Regions from separate parts of the Sus scrofa genome. Here region 1 is linked to region 2. A link is a contact called in public HiChIP or PLAC-seq data. All regions are on one chromosome and are shown on one strand. The core of a region is the stretch at or near the end of the contact, and the rest is flanking DNA. Distances in the headings are between cores, read along the strand shown. Region 1 holds the start of ZC3H12A (endoribonuclease ZC3H12A). Region 2 holds the start of MRPS15 (28S ribosomal protein S15, mitochondrial).

The links. HiChIP or PLAC-seq counts read pairs in DNA pulled down with a chosen protein or histone mark.
Region 1: a contact with region 2 is called in an H3K27ac HiChIP or PLAC-seq map of alveolar macrophages. The contact joins the promoter of ZC3H12A here to the promoter of MRPS15 in region 2. A contact is called at or near these places in 1 of 5 promoter capture datasets (fetal skeletal muscle) and 2 of 2 datasets of contacts at active chromatin or transcription factors (alveolar macrophages and skeletal muscle).

The regions. Positions count from the first base shown.
Region 1 is chr6:93,539,867-93,545,412 of Sscrofa11.1, reverse strand. It overlaps ZC3H12A (endoribonuclease ZC3H12A), which reads right to left and starts at 4,079. Exons shown (of 6, transcript XM_021095963.1): 1 at 3,955-4,079; 2 at 2,633-3,099. The coding sequence starts at 3,027.
Region 2 is chr6:92,545,810-92,551,394 of Sscrofa11.1, reverse strand. It overlaps MRPS15 (28S ribosomal protein S15, mitochondrial), which reads left to right and starts at 3,556. Exons shown (of 8, transcript XM_021095959.1): 1 at 3,556-3,780; 2 at 4,071-4,115; 3 at 5,034-5,106. The coding sequence starts at 3,645. It overlaps LOC102167570 (a long non-coding RNA gene), which reads right to left and starts at 3,650. Exons shown (of 5, transcript XR_002344972.1): 1 at 3,499-3,650. CSF3R (granulocyte colony-stimulating factor receptor) reads left to right here. Exons shown (of 17, transcript XM_021095950.1): 17 at 463-1,236. The coding sequence ends at 963.

The DNA.
Region 1 (5,546 bases), core at 2,830-5,329, 990 kb before region 2:
CCTGGCTTCATCCTTACAAGGCTCTGACTCATCTAAGACCCCCTGGCGACTGGTAAGAGACAGAACTTGACCCCAGGTCGGGGTAGGGGGTGGGGGGCTACTGGATCGCCCTCCTACCCCTGACGGAAGGGATGTTTATTTAGGAGGGAAGAAAGCTCTTGAACTTAGTCTAGGCAAAGGGTTCAGAGGGGGCGGCAGGCGGGGAACAGGGACAATCGTGCATCTTGCCAACTCCTGTTCCTCCGTCAGCACCCAGGGGAGGGGTCGCTGCCTCTGAGAAGCCCTTCCTGGCCTGGCTGCAAGATGGGTCAGGTCCCTGGTGTCTTCGCGACACCCCGTGCTTCCCCTGCTCTGTCTCCCCGGGACCGTGGGGCTGTGACCACCTCTGGCCTGGATCCCTGCCTCAGGAATGCAGGCTACACACGTACCTGGCCACCTCCTTTGGTCCACAAGTGTCCAACCTGCAGAGGCCCCATCTCAGGCTGGCATGTGCAAGCCTGGGGACTGAACGGGGACTTCTGGGGTAGGGCACTGCCTCTGGGCATCAGAAGTCCTGGCTGGGACAAGTCTGCTCTCGGCTGCCCCCGCCCCCAGAATATTCCACAATCAGGCAGTCAGAAGCCTTACTCTCAGCAGAAGTGGAACACAACATCCATCCAGTCCCGGATGTTGCCCTTCCAAGGCGGGTATGTGGCCCCCTACAGGGTCCCTGTCACTGCCAGGGAGAAGCTCTGCTGGCACAGGAAAACCAGGCATCCTCCCGCCGCCACCGCAGTCCCGTCTGCCCAGAAGGTCAGGGCCCCCAGCCTGGCTAATGACACTGGTGAGATGTGCCATGGTGTAGGAGACTCCAGCTCGGTGGCTCCCGCCCGAGGGCAGAGAGCAGGGCTGAGTTGGGCTACCCAGGTGAAAAGATCTGCCTGGGCTGGGCCCAGCGACTGGGGAAAAATTCCCTTAGAAGGAAACAGAGGTGAATTTCCCCACGATTTGCATACGGCAGGGGCTGGCCCGCCTGCCCCTCGGGGGGGGGGAGGGGGCAGGAGGGCAGCAACCCAGCCGCAGCGGGGACAGGAAGTTCGAGGCTGGAATTCCCCTCCTGCTCCTGCCCCAGCTCAGAAAACCCCTGCGGCTCAGCCTCCGGCCTCCCCTCCACCCCCCGCCCCTCCTCCTGCCCAGGCCCCTCCTCCTCCTACCGGGACACAAACACACGGAGCACATGGCTGCCCCTGGGGCTCCGTGCTCTGGGGCCCTACCCCCAGAGGAAGGGGTCACAGACGCACCCCAGCTCCTGACCCAGCTAACTGCTGGAGCCTGAGAGGGGTCCCCTGACTCTTACTAAAGCACACGCTGTGACCGGTTACAGCTGGCCCGCGGGAGCCGGCTTGCCTCCATGTCCACCTGGGCCCAGCCCATTTCAGAGAAGTGAAGACGGACCACCAAGGTGGCCGGAATAGGGCCACCTGTGCACTTGCTGAGCTGGGCCAGGACCAGCCAGACAGCTGACTTGCCCCCAGGGAGGCCAGGTGTGGGAGGGGCAGGGGGGCCAAAGGCACAGAGCTGGCTCAGGAGGTACCCCCCCCCCAGGGACCCCTCAGGGAAGCTGAGGAAGAAGCCCTACCCACCCCACACCCATGTCTGGGGTCTCCCTGTCCGCACCCACAGGAACGTTTCCTTGTGAACCATCCACCCAATCCTGACTCAGCAGCCTGCCTGGAAGGGACTGGGAGAAAACAGGGCCGGAGGGCAGGGCCTGGATGGAAAGGAGGTCTGGGCTTCCCAGAGCCAGTGGCAGCCCTGTGCCCCCTTCCCTGTGAGAGCCTTGCTGGGGAGACAGGGGGGGTGGTTCCTGGGGTTGAGTCCTGGCTCTGGCCCCCAGGGAGCCCCCGGAGCCCTGTCCAGCCCAAGTGGCTCAGGCTGAAGCAGAGGGGACCTAAGTCACAGCTCCCCTGAAGCCAAAGCATCAGGCCAGCCACACACACCCGATGTAGATAGAGCCAGATCCTCAAGGTTACTCTCGGTCATAGCTACAAAGCCCTCAAGAGCTGGGCCGGCTTCCTCGGGAGCCCAGGTCTGGGACAACAAGGACTCAGAAGTCTGAGACCCTCCCCGAAGAGCAGTGACAGTAACAACCACTACTACAGATTACTAAGCTCTTACTTCTCTCCAGGTTCTGTGCGCTTACTGCTCACAGCTCACAGCCTGAGGGGTGGGTTAGCCCCATCTCTGGGAGGAGGGAAGGAGCCTCCTGGAGGGGCGGGCTGGAGCCCAAGGCCTGATCCCTTAACCTTGTCACAGGAGAGAAACCGAGACCAAGTGCTGGCCCTCACAAAGAGCCTAAGGCTGCTCTGGAGAAATAAAGACTTGAGCTCAAATCCCTGCTCTGGCACTTAACAGTAGTGTGACCCTGAGCAACTCTCTGAGTCCCTAAAACATCCTGAAACCCACTCCCAAGAAGCCGTGAGGACTAAGAGAGCGTCCAGGCACACAGAAGGGCCCCCAGAAAGGGCTTTCCCTGCCTCCAGACCGGTCTGAGACGAGGTCAAACTCCTTCCTAAGGTCCTTTCTACCAGAGGTGCAGAGACACAGGGCCACCATTCCCGGCCACCGTCTTGGCCACAGAAGTGACATGTACCTCATGGCCACGTTGCTCCCATCGATGACCACGGGCCTCAGGTCACCACCCTCCTTGTCCTCCTCAGAGGGTGAGGGTTCCACGGTGGGAGCCTTGGGGGTGCCCCCACCACGGGGGACCAGAGGCAGCTGAGGGCAGGGGTCCGGTGACACCTGGCACTCCCGCTCGGCCGCTGACCCATGCTTCACCAGCTCGCCCAGCACTGTGTTGGTGTCTGCCTGGACCCCCAGCTTCTGCAGGACACTGTGGATCTCGGCAGAGGAGTAGCCCAGCTTCCGGAAGAAGTCAACCTTCATCTGTAGCTCCGTGGTCATCACCTCCTCGGCAGTGGGCTCCTGGGCCGGCCTTGGGGTCTCTCGGCAGCTTTTGTGGTCTTCAAGTTCCCACAGATTCATGGTGGGGCCGGGTGGGCCTCTTTCCACTGGCCACTCACAGCTCAGACTGGTGAAAGGCACTTGTCACAGCTCCTGGAGGACAAGCACAAAAGTTAGGGACGGGGAATGATTCTCTCCAACTCCCACCCCATCCAAGAGGATGAGGCCACACTAGGGGCAGTATGAAAAGCCATTTGGGGGTGTTACCTCTGTTATTCCTCCAAAAGCCCTCCCAGGGAGGGATCCTCAAGTCCCATTACATAAAGGATGAAACTGAGCCACAGACAGTAAGAACTTGCTCAAGGTCATCCAGCTGTTAGCGGGTGGGGCAAGGATTTGAACTTAGGCAGTCTGATTACTCCTCCCCCTCTACCCTCAGCCCTCCCCCTCCTCGACAAACTCAGGGACCCAGAAGTCGCGGGTGGCCTTCGAGGGCCTCGCCGCGCCCCCACAGCCGCGGGGCGGGGTTTTCAGATGGAAACCCGCTGGGTTGCAAGTGCGCTAGAAGGGGGGCGGGGGTTCCCCGTCGAAACCATCAACCATCGTCTTCTCCAGTCCGTCTGCCGCGTGCTTGGAACCCAGGCTCAGGAGGCGGAGGGCCAGTGGCCAGACGCCCGGACCGGGGGAGGGGAAGTTTCCGGGGCGACCCACCACCAGCGAGAAAAGTTGCCGGGAAACTCTGGTTGGCCTCCGGGCTCGGTGACGCGGAGGCTGTCCCGGCCCAGAGCCTCTCGCTCGGCTCCCCCTCCAGACTTCGGTCTTCCTACTCCCAGGATCCCCCAACTTGGGCTAAGTTGGAAGCGGTCCCGAGGACCGGCGAGGCCGGAGGGGACAGGCCCCACGTCCCTCCGGCTCCGGTCAGTCCCAGCCTGCGCCCACCCCACCCCCCCTCCGCCCGCCCCGAGGTCCGCGCCCCCGCCGCGCGCGCGCGCGCGCGCCTCACCCCACCGTGCGCCGGCCGCGGCGGGCGGCGTCTCCATGGGGCCGAGTCCCGGAGGCTAGGCCGGCGGCGCCTTTATACCGGGCGGGTGGGCGGGCAGGTGGCGTTCGGGACCGTGACGCGGAAGCTGGGCAGGGGAGGCGAGAGCCGGCCCGAGCGGCAGGGGGCGGAGCGGCCACCGCCCCTTCCTGCTCCGCCCCCTGCGCCGCCCCGCCCCGCCCTGGCCTCCGGCCCCGCCCCCGCAGCCGGAGCGCGCTCTGCCCGGCCAGGAATGTGGTCAGCGGTCGCCGTTCGCAGCCCCTTATTTGAGCCTCGAGGCGCCCCCGGGGCGGCGCGATCTGCAGGGCAGGAGTGTACGGCCAACAGGCATAAGGTAAGCCCAGGTTGGACCAGGTAAGCGATCCGAGTCTGGCGCGGGCTGACCGAGAGTACGGCAGTACAACACAGGTATAGCTGCGGTCGTTCAGACTTAAGTATGCGGAAGGTACAGTCTGGGGTGCATCGAGTGAATCAAGTGCACAAAGGTTGGTCCACACACCACGGGAGGCAGAGCCATGGTTATAAAGACAGGTACACCCAGGCGGGCACCTTTCTCATTGAGACAGGAAGACTCAACAGGTAACCGTGACTGGAGCAGGTACACAGAAGTGGGGCCCCACCCAGGGCCAAGTACATTTTTTTTTTTTTTTTTTCTGAAATAAGGACCTTGCTGGGATAGAAAGGCAGGTACAACCTGCCTTGTCCCAGCTGGAAAGACTTGCAAGCAGCACCAGGAGCTCCAGTTCCATGGCACCAGGTGCCACCTATGTCACTTTTGAAATCACCAGTGACCCCACCTAGCTAACTCCCTGCTTTGTTGCCTGGTCATCTTTAAAGACCCCGAAGGATCTCCACGTCAGTGCCCCCCAGGCACAGCAACCCCAGGAGCTGGCCTCCAGGAGAGAGAGAAAACAAGCCTTCCCCCAGATCACATCCAGGGCTGGGCTCCTCTCTGTGCTCCCCACCACTCCTGCTGAGCACTGTGTGTGCCGGTAGCCTTAATCTTCACACAAGGGCCACTTTTAGAGTTGAGAAAAGTTCAGTGAAAAGTGCTGTATATTTAGACATGTGCTCATGTGTAGTAACTCCCTTTAAGATAGTAAGAATATTAAATGAGTCCAGATTAATCAGCATAATGATGATAGTCAACCACAGCGATAATGCCTCGCATTTATGGAGGACTCACTGGGCGGCAGGCACGGTGCCAACGCCTTGCAGACACTTCCGTGCCTTTGCATCTCTCCTCCTCGGCCCAGGAGTGCTCTCCCCTTCTTCCCTGGCTACAGCTGCCTGGCCAATTCTGTTCCTCTTTTGGATGATGTCACCTCCTCTGTGAGGCCTGCCCAGACTCCTTTGGTGCTGAGTTGCTTCCTCCTTAGTGCTCCCACAGCACCCTGCCTGTGTCCCTACGTGCTGGATTGTGATTGCCTGCTTGGACCGCCTCCGGGGCCAGGGCCGGGCTGGGACTCCGCCTGTAATCCCTGGCCCCGTGCTACCCAGCACTGTGCCAGTGGGAGCCAGCAGGGCTGGGGGATGAGTCACGCAGCTCCGTGTCCTCCCA
Region 2 (5,585 bases), core at 2,307-4,806:
AGGAACCATGAGGTTGCAGGTTCGGTCCCTGGCCTTGCTCAGTGGGTTAAGGATCCCCGCGTTGCTGTGGCTCTGGCGTAGGCTAGTGGTTACAGCTCCGATTAGACCCCTAGCCTTGGAACCTCCATATGCCGCAGGTGCGGCCCTAGAAAAAGACAAAAAAAAAAAGCATTCCCATCACTTCACCTCCCTCTGGAGCAAAGCAGACCTGAGTCTGAGTCCCAGGTCTACCTATTTCAAAGCCTCAGTCACCTCACTGTGAAATGGGACTAATCCCACACAGAACCGTTGGGGAGATTCACATAGCACATAGCATGTGTCAAGAACATCTTTTGGGCAAACCTTTGAGTTCTAGCAAAGAGCAGCAGGAAGACCCCACAACTGCCCCAAGGCAGGAAGGGACAGTGGCTGGGGCAGACATCAGAAATGAACTGGGCCCTCACCCCACATCTTTATGTCCAGGATACCTTCCAGCTGCCCAGCCTTCGGGACCCTGGCATGCCACCCATCACCAAGATCACAGTGCTGGAAGAGGAAGAGAAGAAGCCAGGGCCCTGGGAGTCCAAGTCAGGGCCCTGGGAGTCCAATGACAGCTCAGGGACCTGCAGCCACCCCACTCTGGTCCAGGCCTATGTGCTCCAGGGGGACCCAAGAGTACCTGCCACCCAGGCCCAGCCCCAGTCCAGCACCAGTGACCAGGTCCTTTATGTGCAGGTGCTGGGCAGCCCCACGAGCCCAGGGCCTGGGCACTACCTCCGCTGCGACTCCACTCAGCCCCTCTTGGGGGGCCTCACCCCCAGCCCCAAGTCCTATGAGAACCTCTGGTTCCAGACAAGCCCCCTGGGGACCCCAGAACCCTTAGTCCCAAACCCAGAGGATGATTGTATCTTTGAGCCACTGCTTGACTTCCCTCTCCTGCAGGGGCTCCGGGTCAGTGGGGCAGAGGGGCTAGGGGGCTTCTAGGGCTTCCTGGGACCCCCACCTGGGCCTGCTTCTTGATAAGCCTGGACCATCCAAAGAAGAGGAGGTCAGTAAGCCCATCACTAAAACACCACTCAGCCCCAGCAAAGGCAGAAAGGCTCCCAGATGCCCCCAGCATCCCTCCCCCAACATCCCCATCTCATTGGGCTGGGCCTCCCACTTCAAAGGCCAGAGAATGCTTTGTCCAGACCTGTCCACTAGCCTTTTGTACTTTTTTCCTGTAATTTCAGTGTCTTAAACTGGTTTAAGGTTTGATTCGGTTTGGCTTGGTTTTGAGAAACTCCTGAGTGTGCCTGAATCTCTGTTCTTTTTCTTCTCAGAGCCCTTAGCAGTGTGGGGGGGATCGAAATCATTCGTTCATTCTTTGTTTTTTCTTTGTTGTGATTTTTATGTTTTCCATTGTAGCTGATTTAGTGTTCTGTCGATTTCTACTGCACAGCAAAGTGACCCAGTCATATATATACATACTCTTCTTCTCACATTATCCTCCATCGTGCTTCATCACAAGTAACGGGATGTAGTTCCCTGTGCTATACAGCAGCATCTCATTGCTCATCCACTCCAAACACAACAGTTTGCATTTATTAACCCCAGACTCCCAGGCCATCCCACTCCCTCCCCCTGCCACGTTCGTGTCTTCTTGCCTTAATTACTTCATTCCACCCTCAGCTAGCTTCTAGGCCCTGTGCTGGCAGTGGGGGTTCAAACCCAACGAGGCTCAGTCCATCCTCGCAGAGCTCCCAATCTAGTGATATAGACTTGAAAGATGACCACCAGAGCACAGTGGCCAGGGTTGCCGAGGGAGTCACGGAGGAACACACCTCGGGAACAGACACAGGGAACAGACCTCGGAAAAGAGTAACCCCTGCTGCGATGTATAATTAAAAACAAAGTCTCCCTAAAACATCTCTCCACAAGGGTAGAAGAGGAAGAAAACAGTGTTTTAATTGAATGAGAATTAAATCAGAATGCGATGCGCGACACAGGCAATCAGCTCAAGAGCTTGCAAAGACAAAAAAGCACCCTTTCACAGCCAAGCGGACACAACTTATGCATTTTCTCAAGATAATCAATAACTAGTCCTCAAGTAACAGGACTTGACAGCACTATTTGTCACACTGGGGTCATCCTAAATTCAGCTGGGAAATGGGGTAGCTACCTGGACTTGCTAATCACATTTATTCAAAGGAAAAATTAATTTCTCTTATCTTTATGAGAGGAGGTTGGCAACTCGGAGCTGGGCACTAGCTGAAGTTAGGCTCCCACCCTCCTGCAGAAACTGGAAGACAGAAGTACTATCTTTCTCAATGATTACATCTCAGAGCCGGCTCCCAGATCCTTGAGCCAGACATGCCTGAGTTGTAAAACTGGCAAGAGGCTCGTTTAGCTTTTTAAAAGATTTACATACTTCTCAAAAGAGCAGAGAAAGAATTCGCAGGTACACCTATTCCAAAGTAAATGCTCTGGAGTTCCCCGTCATGGCTCAGCAGTAAAGAAGCGACTAGTATCCATGAGGATACAGGTTCCATCCCTGGCCTTGCTCAGTGAGTTAAGGATCCAGCATTACGGGGAGCTGTGGTGTAGGCCGGCAGCTGGGATTCGACCCCTGGCCTGGGAACTTCCATATGCTGTGGGTGTGGCCCTAAAAAGACACACACACACAAATAAATAAATAAAGTAAATGCTCTAAGGCATTCCCTGTGACTCAGTGGGTTAAGGATCCAGTGTTGTCACTGTGTGGCTTGGGTCGCTGCTATGATTAGGGTTCGACCCCTGGCCTTCTGCATGCTGCGGGCATGGCCAAAAAATTAAAAATAAAATAAAATGCTCTAAGAAAAGCAAGGGGGAAGAGAGTCTCCCTTTTTTGCACCGGGGAAAATAAAGATTTATTTTTCCTACTTTTAATTTGCATTTATCCTTAAACTCATTTCACAAATATCACAACTAATATTTCTTGATTGTTTACTACAGTCCAGATGCTTTGCACACAACTGCCCCAGTTAATCTTCTAACAACCTAAAAGATCGATACTGTTATTACCACCCCATATCATGGAGGAGTAAATACACTGTGGCCCAGAAAGGTTGAGGGACTTGCCTACAAAATCACACAGAGAGTAAATGGCTGAGCTAGGATTCCAGCCCAGGGCTGTCCAAACTCAGCGACCTTAATTACCACGCTGCAATGCTGCCAAAAAGGATGAAACCCAGTAATTCCTATGCGGCCCCATCCTGGACTGGGGCTAAGGCCACAGGATGCTAGATTAGGGGTAAAAGACCAAGGCAGGTCCCATGGAAGCCCTCAAGATAATCGGAGCCGAGGTCAGGAAAATAGAATGGGATTAAAGGTGGGATGCACGCTCAAGAAATAGTAGCATCTTAGATTTTATACAGCACCGCACACCATTAACAAAGCCAGGCAAAGTCCAAGCCCTCCCACCCCCTCGAACCGCCAAGCTCACACAACAGCTACCTAGACCTCCCCTCCGCCCAACTGCGCGCCTTAAGAGAGGCCTACCTTCCAATCTATCATCTCGGTTCTCATCTGCTCCGGTCTCGCGACTGCACTCGATTGATCGAGCCTGAGCCAACATGGCAGCGCCCATGTAAGTACAGTCCGTACCGCGAAGGCGACGGAGGCCGCGGCGAGGGTCAGAAGTCACCATGCTGAGGGCGGCGTGGAGGGCGCTGAGTTCGATTAGGACCCAGGCAGTGACCCAGGCCCCAGTCCTCGGGCTTCCGGGCGGAGGGTGCGCCAGGTTTCCCTCTGTCCAGCGGGCCCTTCCCTCACGTCCTGCAGGTGAGGAGCTGAGAAGCCCGACAGCGGGTGTAGGGAAACGGGGTTCGGCGGAGATAGAGGATACCGGGGAAGAGGCTGGAGGGGGAGTGTAGCGGCAGAACAAAGAGCGGTCGCGGACGAAGTAAGGCGAGGTGGGAGAGAGCTGGGACATCGGTGTGCGGAAGAACTGGGGCGGCGGTTCCGCGCAGAGGCACAGAGACCATGGAGGAAAAGTAGTGCGAGGGCCGTAGACGAGAATCGAGCCTGAACTGTTTAAGGACATGGGCTTCAGCCCTTTCTCTCTTGCGTAGGTCTCATTCTCCGGGCCGCCCGTGGATATGCCGCCCAAAAGCCAGGTAGGAGGTCTTGGGTTGGACTTGAGACGGAAAAGAGATTGCCTGGAAGGGGTGGGGTGACCAAGGGGACAGAGGTGGCTAGTTAGAGCCACTAGGTGGGGGAGGCTGCAGGGGGGATTGGCCAGAGGACCTGCGAAGAAAGCCACGTCCACCTAGTCACAAAGCCGCAGGCCTGGAGCCCGCCTGAAAGGTAAGGGGAGGGGAGATGAACATTAGGAGCAGGAGTTTTGGGGGTCGATGTGAATGGAAATGAGCCAGCCAGGGGGAATGCGTGGCTGGCACTACCCAAGCTCACCTGGGTAGCACAGCATTTGCGTCCTCCCTTTCTTGTTTCCCATTTCTAGGCAGTGTTCACATCTCTGTTACTTGATATTATTTACTTATTTGCATAGGGGAGGAGCAGGGTCTGACTGGAGAAGACAGGCTCATCTCCCATTGCCTCTGCCTCAACAGTAAGCACACGCCCGGGCCCATTTCCTGTGGTCTCTATTTGGTGCTTATGTTGCAGGTGTCTTAAAGCTAAGAGTTCCTCCTCAACCCCCTTATTTCATTCATGCAATTAGCTAGTGAGTGTTGAGTGCCTCTTCTGTGGTGGGCCACAAACCAGACTGTGCGGGATTCAGAGGGAGTCAAACTTCACAGGAGGACCCATCCACGTAGGACACCTGATAACTGTAGAGCCAGATGGGTGTGTGAGAGATGCGAGCACAGTACAGGGTCTTGGGAAAGGCTCTCTGCTCCCAGCATGATATATCAGGACAGGTACCCACAGGATTTGCAGAAGAGAAACAGCCCAGAGATATCCAGTGCCTTGCCTGAGAACCTGGATGTGTCTGACAGTGTTCGTTTGGTGAGAAGGGCCAAGTCTGGGAGGATGGGCAGTGAGAACTGACTGTTTTCCATCCCTACCCTTGACAGTCCAGCCCAACCAAGATGACCCGCCTCCTTCCATGCTGCTCCTGGACTACCAGAACGTGCCTGGAATTCATAAGTAAGCAGGAAGAAATCTCTTCGATGAAGCAGGGGGCCCTGGGAGGATTGGCAAGGAAAGGGCTTCAGGGTGGAGGCCTGCTGTATCTGAAGCTTGATTATGGAACAGGGCAGAGAACTAGAGAAGCCCAGGCAGGGTGAAGGTGAATGGGCAGTAGGGGCAGATGGAGCTCTGGATAAAGACCCTCTACTCTACCCTTAGATATCAAGGAGTCACCATGCCTCACAGGTCTTTGTGGAAATCTCTCATCTCTTGATCCTATGTGAGAAGAAAGAGTATCCCCCTTTTGTAGATTAGCAGACTGCCCAGAGTCATGCAGCTCCTAAGGGGCAGACCTGGAGTCTGAATCAGGGCTGAAAGACACCAAAACCAAGACCCTCTGCTCAGCCCCTCTCCTCTGCAAGGTGGGAGCTGGGCAGTCCCTCCAGTCCTTCCCACTATGCAATGTAACATGAGAAAGAAACAATGATTTTAGAATT